Regions from separate parts of the Mus musculus genome. Here regions 1, 2 and 3 are each linked to region 4. A link is a contact called in public Hi-C and promoter capture Hi-C data. All regions are on one chromosome and are shown on one strand. Each heading gives the region's core, a stretch centred on a gene start, on an enhancer-like site or on the middle of the called end of the contact. The rest is flanking DNA. Distances are from core to core; before and after follow the strand shown.

The links. Promoter capture Hi-C pulls out the DNA fragments that hold promoters and counts their contacts. Hi-C and Micro-C count contacts between places; a contact is called where the count stands out from the background.
Region 1: a promoter capture Hi-C map of pre-B cells shows a contact between it and region 4. The contact joins the enhancer-like site here to the promoter of Epb41l4b in region 4. A contact is called at or near these places in 8 of 39 promoter capture datasets (the 3T3-L1 cell line, cranial neural crest, frontonasal cranial neural crest and 4 more), 1 of 115 datasets of contacts at active chromatin or transcription factors (large pre-B cells) and 1 of 9 other capture datasets (adipose tissue).
Region 2: a contact with region 4 is called in a Hi-C map of LSK cells, with 4 times the contacts expected there. The contact joins the promoter of Elp1 here to the promoter of Epb41l4b in region 4. A contact is called at or near these places in 10 of 39 promoter capture datasets (the 3T3-L1 cell line, cranial neural crest, fetal liver and 6 more), 1 of 15 datasets of contacts at CTCF or cohesin (large pre-B cells), 2 of 484 Hi-C or Micro-C datasets (LSK cells and embryonic stem cells) and 3 of 115 datasets of contacts at active chromatin or transcription factors (the 230-238 cell line, large pre-B cells and pancreatic cancer cells).
Region 3: a promoter capture Hi-C map of pre-B cells shows a contact between it and region 4. The contact joins the promoter of Ctnnal1 here to the promoter of Epb41l4b in region 4. A contact is called at or near these places in 11 of 39 promoter capture datasets (the 3T3-L1 cell line, cranial neural crest, embryonic stem cells and 7 more), 4 of 484 Hi-C or Micro-C datasets (embryonic stem cells, nephron progenitors and neural progenitor cells) and 4 of 115 datasets of contacts at active chromatin or transcription factors (embryonic hindbrain, large pre-B cells, neural tube and 1 more).

The regions. Positions count from the first base shown.
Region 1 is chr4:56,828,498-56,831,197 of GRCm38.p6, forward strand. It overlaps Ctnnal1 (catenin (cadherin associated protein), alpha-like 1), which reads right to left. Exons shown (of 19, transcript NM_018761.3): 9 at 987-1,145. Among named protein-coding and RNA genes, the nearest start is that of Elp1, 28 kb to the left of the region's middle. Within about 2 kb of position 1,349, at least 97 of the 459 cell types and tissues checked have an H3K27ac peak or open chromatin away from gene starts, as enhancers often do. A contact at or near this core is called in adipose tissue, where this site is marked.
Region 2 is chr4:56,800,998-56,803,697 of GRCm38.p6, forward strand. It overlaps Elp1 (elongator complex protein 1), which reads right to left and starts at 1,334. Exons shown (of 37, transcript NM_026079.3): 1 at 1,162-1,334. It overlaps Abitram (actin binding transcription modulator), which reads left to right and starts at 1,332. Exons shown (of 6, transcript NM_001081420.1): 1 at 1,332-1,729; 2 at 2,599-2,650. The coding sequence starts at 1,615.
Region 3 is chr4:56,863,777-56,866,476 of GRCm38.p6, forward strand. It overlaps Ctnnal1 (catenin (cadherin associated protein), alpha-like 1), which reads right to left and starts at 1,435. Exons shown (of 19, transcript NM_018761.3): 1 at 1,201-1,435. The coding sequence starts at 1,338.
Region 4 is chr4:57,141,796-57,144,495 of GRCm38.p6, forward strand. Epb41l4b (erythrocyte membrane protein band 4.1 like 4b) reads right to left here and starts at 1,361. Exons shown (of 25, transcript NM_001355492.1): 1 at 1,053-1,361. The coding sequence starts at 1,358. It overlaps LOC108168956, which reads right to left. Exons shown (of 2, transcript XM_017320489.1): 2 at 1,463-2,196. The coding sequence ends at 1,463.

The DNA of each region.
Region 1 (2,700 bases), core at 99-2,598, 310 kb before region 4:
TTTCTTTCTTTCTTCCTTCCTTCCTTCCTTCCTTCTTCTTCTTCCTCTTCTTCCTCTTCCTCTTCTTCTTCTTCTTCTTCTTCCTCTTCTTCTTCCTCTTCCTCTTCCTCTTCCTCTTCCTCTTCTTCTTCTTCTTCTTCTTCTTCTTCTTCTTCTTCTTCTTCTTCTCCTTCTTCTCTTCCTTTTTTTTTTAAACTAGCAGATCCATGGTAACATTTTTAATGAGTTAAGATCAGCTGGAATTTGGGGGGTGGGTGGGTAAGGGGGACTTTTGGTATAGCATTGGAAATGTAAATGAGCTAAATACCTAATAAAAAATGGAAAAAAAAAAATCAGCTGGAATTATAATTATACAGCAAGTGCCAGGTGACTCCCTGGGTTGGGGCAGAGTGGGAGAGTTCAGGAAGGGTCAGAGGTCTTCTCATTGTCCTCCTCCCTTCTCCACTCAGCTTTCTGCCTTGGGTAGCTAACTTGGGTTTGCCATAGCTGTGTTTGGACAGAGGAAAGGAAAGAGAAGTTCTTTCCTTTACTGGGTCACCCTGGGCCATCAATGTGCTTAGTTCACAGACTTCCAGGTTCTGCCTCCCCCACCAACTTGCCCTGGCTCTGTAATCACGGGCTCCCCCACAACTGTCTATGCAACACTGAGCCCAGCTCTCTTGCTAAGCACTTGTCACGGCATGCTAGCTTCAGACTCAAACAGAAACAGCGTTACTCCACTGCACCCCAGAGCCCAGTCTGAGAAAACAAAGAAAGGAATACTTAAAAATATATTTTATGGTTCTAGTACATTTTATTGTTTTGTTTTAGAGGCTAAACTATTGTCAGAACAGGGTAGACGTGTGTTATACCTTACAGATTCCAAAGAGAAGAGAAGGCAATACTCAGATGGGCAGTTAGTCAAAAACATGTGCTAATATTCTCTCCATAACTTTGCTATCATATGGTGAACCACAGTTTGTTTAATAAGCAAATCTATTACTCACCTCCACAAGCTGTTCTTTCTGCTCAGAGAGTTTACAGGCATACTCAGCCAAAGCTTCCAAATTTCCTTCTACTCCAGTAACTTTTAATGCTTTTAAAACCACATGATCAGCATGGAATTTTAACAGGTCGGCTGCCAGCTGCATGGCTGTACAATGGAGCTGAAGGAGACAGAAAGGCATCAGAGCAGGAAAGGAGACAAAAAAACGTTCATGACCCAGCAGCCGAGAAGAGCCCCAGTGACTACAGAAGAGAACCCCCACAGCGCTGAGGCGGAGCAGCCCCTGTGGTCACAGGAGAAGGCCTGGGATGCAGGGAAACATGGAACTCCTTCCAGCAGCCGGGTGTGTGGAGGACGAGCCCTGGCCACTCAGTGGAGGAGGAGCCTGGCCTCTGCACTCTGCCAGCCAGGCCTCTCCCACACAGCCTCTCTCCCTGTGGAACATGCTTCTGCTATTGATAAAGATGGTGAGAAGTGGGGCAGAATTAAGAGTTTACTGCTCAAGAGCTGGAGAGATGGCTCAGCTATGCAGAGGGCTGTCTGCTCCTCCAGAGGTTCTGGGTTGGATTCCCAGCAGCCACGTGGCAGCTCACAACCACCTGTAACTGCAGTCCCAGGGGATCTTTCACCATCTTCTGGCCACTTTGAGCACTAAGCATACACTTGGAGTCTAGATATACATGAAGGCCATACAGCCACAGACAGAAAAACTTAAAAATTTTCAATGTTAAATAAAACTTTAGTGTTCAGACTACTACAAGGAATATCTAACAGAGGGCCATATCATCAGCAGGTTTAAGGGGACAGTAATACAGCTCAAGCAAGGCCTAAATTTAATTGCCAGTATTGAATAAATAAAGAAAACAAAAACAAAAGGCAACAGTTGGGGTGAACAGCTCACCAATATGTAAAGGGTCTCAGTCTAATTTACAGCATTTAAGAATATCACTGTGGGGCTGGAGAGATGGCTCAGTGGGTAAGAGCACCTGACTGCTCTTCCGAAGGTTCGGAGTTCAAATCCCAGCAACCACATGGTGGCTCACAACCATCTGTAACGAGATCTGACTCCCTCTTCTGGAGTGTCTGAAGACAGCTACAGTGTACTTACATATAATAAATAAATAAATAAATAAATAAATAAATAAGTAAATAAGTAAATAAGTAAATAAATAAATCTTTTAAAAAAAAAGAATATCACTGTGTGTGTGTGTGTGTGTGTGTGTGTGTGTAAGTTACATGGCAGGTGGTTTGGGATTTGTTCAAAAAAATAAAATAAAAGGGACATTACTTTCAAGAAAACCTGACTATGAATTAAACCTGGTAGAATGAATCAATTTCTTTTCTCATTGAAGTAACCGGATGTCAATTCAAGTGATAGGATAGGACTTTGTATAAAATAAACAGTGGAGCTGTCTGCATTTATCAACCAAGTCAGAATAATCACAGCCAAAAAGGCACTAAACTACTTTCCTGTGTGTCACAGAAGGATTTTAAAGGACCTAATTCAACCAGCCGGGCCTTAGAGAATATCTAACACCACGTCTTTGTGCAACTTGTCCACAGCGGCTGAGTGACTTGCCAAGGTCTTATAGCTCTTAGGAAGGCAGTGAGGACAACTCATTAGCAACAAAAGAGGAAGAAGCCAGAACAAATACCCTGTTCCTGTCCGCGCTGTCCGAGGGCAGCTTTTCCCACCCTTAGATTAAAAGACTACG
Region 2 (2,700 bases), core at 84-2,583, 340 kb before region 4:
GGGAACCCCATGCCTTCTTCTGGCCTCCATGGTCACTTGGTAAAAAGGCAAACTCATTAATCTCTCTAATGCCCCAATTCTTTTAGCATGAAAACCGACTTCTCTAAATTGTCATTCTGACACTGCTCACTCATTTAACTTTTTGGAGTTACACAGTCCTGTAGTTTTCTCAATGCTTTCAAAGTTAGGAAACATCTTCCAAATGTTTCTAGGATCATAATCTGCTAACAGCCTTCCTTTGGCACCTCCAACTGCACCTCCCTTGACTCCACCCACACATGTTCTAAGAGGTGCTTTCATACAACTTTGATCATGTCCCAAAATTCTGACCATTGATCCACTTTCTCCCCTACCTTCAGGCTTGGTAGCTCACTAAAGGGAAGATTAGATAAACCTATATACCTTGTAAATGAACAAGACCAAACTAAACATTAAACTCACATTAAAATCAATCCTGATATTATCATAAGCTGACCCTTACAAGCATATGAAATGCAACCTGAAAAACAGAGAACCTGCTGATCTCTTATCAAATAATAGCTCATCCTGGCTTGGGACTTATTGTCATCTCTGTTTCCACAAACTAAAATTTGTCTTTGTCTCTTTTTCTTTCACTTACACATCGAGATATTTGCTGGTTATATATCATGGTTCTCAATACGCAAACGAATCCTTTACACAATACCTAAGATCCGTTATGTGACTTACAACAAAACCTTGCCAAATGTTAGGCCCTAAAGACAAAAGACTATAAAATCACAGCCATCACAGAAATCCCGGCTTAGGTACACCAGGTAGGGAAGCACGAGATACACTACTTCATAGAAAAGTCCCAAATGCGAGCGAGAAGGGACCCGCAGCACAGCACAGAGGCCTCTATTTACCTATCACCTTCCACGACAAGCTGGTAGAGGTTTTATCTACACGCTACAAGGAAACCCGCAATTGGGGTACCGGACCCTCATCCCTCGCAGCGCCCCAAGACGGCCCCGGGGAAAACGTGTACAGAAAGCATCCGAAACTCGAAGAAAGAAGAGGTCCACGCCCGGCCCGCCGGCGCGCGCAGGCAGAAGCGCGTGCATCTCCCCTGCACCAGAACAGCCCTGGACAGCAAGACCAGGCCGCACACAGCGGCTCGGACTGGGACGGGCGAATGCTCACCTACGACGCCCTCGAGGCGGCTCCGAGCCCTCACGGCGCACTGGGTTTGGAAAGGAACCGCCGATGCACACGGGAGACGAGAAACACGATCCACTGAAGGGCGAAACACGCCAGGTAGCACCAGAAAGGCGGCGCGGACGTGGCGTCACCCGCGAGGCGCGCTGAGTGACGTCACCGGGTGGGTGTGGCCAGACGCGCCTCCTCAGGAGCTCGAGGGTGCTCAGAGGGTCCAGGGGATCGGGGAGCCCTCACCCGGCAGAGGCAGGACCTTGCTGTCTGCTGTCCCTCAGCTCTTTGACACCCGGTTGTTTTTGCCCCACAGTTGGGCTTTGGCCCAGGATCACAGGTGACTGGGGTCGGGGAGGGAGTTTGGCCGCCAGCCGGGGAGTCGCGCGCGTGCGCACGACACCAACCGGCTCCCACGCGCCGGAACTACGCTCCTGGACTAGAGGGATGGAAGAGCTCCGCTGCCCCGAAGCCAAGCTGGCGCCACCAGAGGTAGTCATAGCTACCGAAGCCCCGCCACCCTCCCTTGTGGATCGATACTTCACTCGCTGGTATAAAGCGGGTAAGTGCGGGATGGTGGTGAGCTCCGCTTTACCGCACGGGTGCAGGCACTTCTGCCACGCGATGCAAGCCACCCGTGCTCTTCCCTGAGCATCCTAGTCCCAGGAATACAGATTTGCGCTGATGAAGAGCTAAAATAGGCGCTTTCCTTCGTGGGAACCGCAGCGCCATGTGTGGGTTGTTTGCAGGAAAGGACGTGAACTAAACTAAGGAACTCCGCGTTGGTCTATCTGGGCTTTCCCCACACTACTAAGGGTTGGTGTGCTTGGAGGGATCAATCCTACGCCGAACCGGGAAGAAACCTTAGGCATGGAGAGAAAAATTAAGAAATGTTAAGGAAGCAGTATCTAGTGTTAAGAAGAAACTGTGCATATTGTCCACTGGACGTTTGAAATAGGCTTCTCTGGTGTTCGTTCTGCCAAGAAAATACCGATACCACCTTTGGGGATCCTCCTCTAGCCTCTATTTTAGCCTTTTTAAATTCAGGGAAACCGGTAGACCCACATATAATATTTAGGATAAGCATCCTAAATTCTCTTTAGGACTGAATTTAAAAAAAAACGTGTGATTTTTGCATACCATCAAGACAGCCTCACAAAACACCACCATAATGTCAGCAATGTGGCGCTTATAATAGTGTTTCTCTAGGTGTACTCATTTTAAAGTGACAAGATGGAGGAGCTAAGAATGTTACCTGCCTTAACACTGAGTAAAGGATTCTATGTAAATTAGGCCACTTAAAATACTTCATAGCCTTTATTTACTTTGCCCACTGTGCTCAGCTTCGCAATGAACAATCTTCATGAACCAAAGGAGGTAATCACGTGGTAAATGCCAGTTCAACAACCTGCGACTCATTTATTCCTCTAGATGTTAAAGGAAAACCCTGTGAGGACCACTGTATACTCCAGCACTCCAACCGGTAAGCAAACCGGGAATCTTAAACTATCAACACTTTCCTTCTGGTAGCTA
Region 3 (2,700 bases), core at 185-2,684, 280 kb before region 4:
CCATGCATGCATGCATTACTCAGGAAGACAGAAAGCCACAGAGTGCCAGGTATAGTCACCATTGCTCCATTAATCACAGGATGCAGGGAGGAAAATGGGGATATTTACTTCATTAGCATTAGAAGAATTTCAGAAGCATATAAAACTACAATTTTCAAATATTTTTGCGACCAGGCTGGAACAGACAGTATTTAAAAGTCTATGGAATAGTGACAACCTCCCTTTCATTAAACGTGTTTATGTAAGGCATTGGTGGACAGGAGTTGAGGTTGTTGTAAGAAATCATCTTTTAATTTGGAGTCGGATAAGATAATTTAAGATTCTTTCTACCTCTAAAATCTTGGTAATCCTGGCATGAGTCACCAAGGTGTTACAGGCTTAGTATGAGTCACACATCGCCAACGCACAGCCAAAGACAAAATTCCTCCCTTGGTGTTTGGCACAGTACCATAGCTGTAGATGAGGAATTCTAGCCCTCGGGTTATGTATACCTCAGCTCAGAGAGACAAACTTTTTTTTTTTAATTAAGCACATCCTAGCTGATTCTAGACTTCTTTTATAACTCAAAATATAATAATGCACTAATCCCAACTGAGACCTTGCAAAAGGTGTGCATCAATCAGGATTAAGCACTCCTTCCTGTCACTCTACAGAGTTCTAGCAGACAGAGGTGGTGGGCAGGCAAATGACAGGGAGAGACAGGACAGGTGGCCGGAGTGGGTGGGAGTTGGGCGAGCCCACACATGACCAAGGGAACAGGACAAAGGCCTTGGAGAACACGCTGGAGTAAGAGGCAAACTGGAATGCCTTAGTCTGCACCCAGCGCCTGGGTCTGGCCTGCGATGCGGACAGCGACAGCGGCGGCCGACTGAGCAGCGGCCGCCAGCTTGGCTCTGGAAGTCAGAGAACCCCATAGGGGTCCTACTGACCCGCGGCTGGGCCTCACTCGGAGCCACTGGGCCAGGCGGGTCCGGCTGCCTAGGCCGAACAACGCACCTGCTGGGCTCCAGCGCTTCCAGCGCTTCACCGCGAGCCCAGGAGTAGCCGCCCGGCTCTGGGCCCCCACGCGAGTCCCGCCGTGCCGCCGTCTTGCTCGCGCAATGCGGGACAGCGCCGCCTCCCGCCCCGCCAAGCCGGACCGAGGAAAGAGCGCCCGCCGCCATCGCGGGCAGCGCACACGGGGACCAGGGGCCGCGGTACCTGAGAAACCAGGGGCAGAAGAGTCTGTTCCACCGAGCGCGTCCTGATCTCCAGTCCCGAGTCGAAGGTGAAGCCAGCCGCGTTGGAGGAGTGGACAGCTCCCGCACCGCCACCGCCCGGGACTGGAGAAGCGGCCATGGCCCTCCACCGATAGCACAGCGCGCTATCCGCACCTCTGCCTGCCCGCCAACCAGCCTCCGGGTTGCCCGCCGCCTCGCCGCACCGAGGCCCCACCCCTACCCTTGTGCCACTACTTCGGCCCCGCCTCCATGCGACCCTGGGCCCGTATCCCCGCCCCCAGGCCTGTACCACCGCGCGGGCCCCGCCTTCGAGGCCACCCAACTCTAGCTAGTTCTGCCCAGCACCCTAGCCGAGCCCCCTCTACGTCCCGCCCACTGACCCATAGTCTGGCGCGTAGCAGTCCAGGATCATCAGCTCCGCCTCTAGGGTGGCACGCCCCACCAGCTCCGCCCTAATACCTGGGCGGCCCCACCCATCCACTGCCATAGTCCCACCCCGCGGACCCGCCCTCTGGCCGCCCCTGTGCCTCTTTCCTCAAGGGTGAGTTCCAAAGCCTAATTTTATCTAGAGCAGGCCACCCGAGAGCCTCCACAAGTTTATGTGGCCTCTTACCAGAAGACAACTGTCCCCAACAAAGCTTTCCACCAAATCCATTTGCCTCAAAAGTCAATTCTGATTTCCCGTAAATATTTCTACATGTTTTTATGGTGTTGAACCTCTGCCCTGGGACTGAGACATCAATTACACTTGTAACCATCTTTCTTTCAATGGCTTCCGAGGAAAGACAGTCCCATTTCGCCTCCACTTCTATGTTCTGATTGTATCTCTTACAGAGTTGAAACATTTGATAATATATTCACATATCTTGATACTCAGCAAGAAGGCAGTGTATCTTGCAGTTACCTTTAGAATTCACCTTCAAGAGAATCAAAAACAAAAGTTTGGGCTCTGGCTAAATAATACCTTTTAAAAACTTGTAACATTGTTTCTAATATTAGCCAAGAACTAGCAGCATGTTAACTGCTCCTTGAATGAAAAGATGTGTCTGACTGAAGTCACTTAAGGCTAAGAATCCATTCTCTCAGCCCAACCATGAGCTCACACAGAATCCCTGTGGTGAGAAGAGGTGCCAAAGCGCCTTTTCCTCCAGTTTCCAGGAACAAAGCCAAGGAAGGCATTCAGAAGCCTGTGTCTTAAGAAAGATTCTACACTGACCTTAGGAAGGACCCAGCGACTGACTAAGCAGCACAATAAAGCATTTTTGAAGGACCATAGCTGCTAATGAGCACACGTGGGGGCAAAAAGGAATCTGAGACTGGCTTTCTTCATCAAGTTAGGCTGATGGATTCGGCTTGCAGTGTTGGAAGGGAAGCTGAAGGACTCAGTTTCACCTGCCCAAGCAGCATGGGCATCTCCGGTAATGGTATAAAAGAGCTCCTGAATTCAACTCATCCTCCAATTCTTTTTTTCTTGTAAAGT
Region 4 (2,700 bases), core at 111-2,610:
AATTCCTACCACCCAGTTACAGACTGTCCGGAGGCCTAAACACTCCGGACAATCTGTAACTCATCTAAAGCTCAATTACTGCGGTGTCTTCAGTCATGCCCAAAGATTCCCGAAGGCACCGTCTGCCGCAGCGCAGTGGGCGCCCGTTAGTGCAGCGTTTGATAGGATCTGACTGGCCCCTTCGGCCAAAAAGGCTCTTTTGGCGGCTGGACTCCCTGTCGGAGACACTGGCGCTGGCCTAGCTTGCCACTGGAACTGGGCCCGGGTGCAACCACCTGTGGGTGTGTGAACCGGACGCAGGCCCTGGTGCTGCCACCCCGGGATGCCCTGAACGAACCACGCAAACTGCCGGGTGTGGGAGAGAGTGGGTAGGCCAGTCCAGAGGGGACCGGGGCCAACTCCCAGCACGCCAAGGCTTATCTCTCCGTTCAAAGCGGACCTGGCCTGAGTTGGCTCCCAAGTCGCTCCACTCCCTGCGAGGTTGTGAGCCAGGGAGCACTTTGGGATAGGCTCCCTATGGGGGCCATCCACGGGGAATCGGGAGAAGGCAGAGCGGCAAAACTGTTCCCTAAGCCTCTTCCCAAACTTGGGGCACCTGCTGAGCAGCAGGCAAGGATTTCTTCTCCACCAAGGCCTGATACCCAAAGCGGGATACCCCGGAACAGCCCTGCGTCGCTTGAAAAATTCTACTCAATCCAGCAGCCGAAGGCCAACATTGGCAGGGAATGCCAGCCACCTGCGCCAAGGGGAGGGGACGTAGGGACGTGTGCATGGGATAGCATGGGGTAGGAGTGAGGCACAAAAATCCTAGGTGGTCGCCAAAGAAGGGCGCCGCAACCCTGCGGTTGCAAGGTGCCAAAGACTGGGCCCCAGAGCATACCCGGGCTGGTGGTCTGGGAGGGTTCATGGCTGGGGAAGATTGGCAGAAGATGGGGGAGGGGTCCCCAAAAAACAGCCCGGGTAGCTTCCCAGAGAGAAAGAAAGACTGGGACAGGGGGTTCTGACCCAAGCAGAGCAGGCTGCTAGTGCCCCGCACGCGCCGCGTCACTCACCGGCAGGTCCACGCTCACTTCGGTTCCGTCGAGCAGGAAGACACGGCAGTAAAGGGTGGCCTTGGCAGCTCCCGAGGCGGAGATGTGCACAGCCGCGCCGCCGGTGAGCAGGGGCCCGCCGCCGGCCGGGAATACGCTGCCCCCGGGCGCGGCGGGCAGCACCGAGGAGCTGGCGGCGGCAGCCGGGCCCCCTCGCGGCCCCCCGTCGCGCTCGTCCCCCAGCCCGGCGGCCCCGCGCCCCGCCGCGCCCCGCGCGTAGCGCTGCATGGAGCGGCGGCCAAAGGTCCGGCGCAGGAACCGCAGCATCCTGGCCGGGGGCGCCCCCTGCCTCCGCCCCCTGCGCTGCCGCCGCGCCGCCGCCCGGGAGCGCCCGGCGCCGCCGTCAGTGCCCGCCGCGCCGCGCCGCCTCCCGCGGGCTGCGGCCCGGGGCTCGCTCCCGCCCCAGCCGAGGCCGCCGCCGCGCTCCGGCCGCCCGCGGGACGCGTCGGCCGGGCCAGCGCCCGCCGAGAGTAGCCGCGCGGGAGAGAACGCGCACAGGCGGCCCGGGGGACCGTCCCGCTGCTGTCGCCGCTGTCGCTGCCGCGCGCTTGGGGCGGTCGGTCGGTGCCGGCTGCTGCGTGGCCGCTGCCCCGCGAAGAGCGCCGCGGGGGGACCCGGCTGCGGGCTGCTCCCGCGCCGCGCGCCGGCCGAGGGCCAGCCGGAGCAAAGCGCCTGCGTGCTCCCGGCGCGCTCGCTCCCACTCGCGCCGCGCCCGGCCCGAGGAGGCCCCCGCCGAGCGCCCGCTCCCGGGGCGCCTTTTCCTGCGCCCGCAGCCCCCGCCTCCCACCTGGGAGGGCTGCACCTCCAGCCGCCGCCGCCGGCACTGCAGCACGCCCTCCTCCCCCGGGGCTGCGCCGGGCTTGTGCTGCCCCCTGCCGGCCCGAGCGCCCCCTGCTGCTGTAGGTGCGCTCACGTGCGTACACGTAGGTGAGCACACACGTGTTTCCGGGCGCGCAGGACCCCCTAGAAGTCCAAGAGTTCCTCCTGCTTGACCAGATGAAGAAAATAAGACTGTCTCCTTCCAGGGAAGTCTTACCCCTAGGGCAAAGAAAAACACGGCTCTTTCTGGAAGAAAAACAAAAACAAAAACAAAACACCAACCGTACTCAGTTTCTCCTTCTGCAGAAGTGGAGTAGGCGACCTAGAAGGTCCCTGCCACTTAATGAAATTCTATCTGCTTAAAATCTCAACCCTGGCTGGAGCTTTAACCTGCCAGTCCAACGGACCCGTTCCAAACAAGAAAATTGAGGCCTGCGAGGAGGGGAAGTACTTTTCCATACTCCTTTGGAGACACCCTGCTTCAAGGACCTCGCCCATGCCCAGAATTAAGGAAAGGTCCTGCATAAGCTATTGCTACTGAGAAGGTTGGTCAAGGTTGGACAGACTCCTGGGAAGCGAAGCAGAACATAAGAATGAATTGCATAGGGCACATGGAGCAAACTGGAGACAGCGAATTGCTAACAATCAATGCCCACAGGTTCAGGGTTTGCCCACAGACAAGTGAGTTGTCCTGTGTTGCAGAAAGGAATGTGGGAAATGAAGCTGAAAGGAGGCCAGGCCTTTGGGGAGAATAACACTACTGTTTATCAGGCCCTAATTTTGTGCCAGA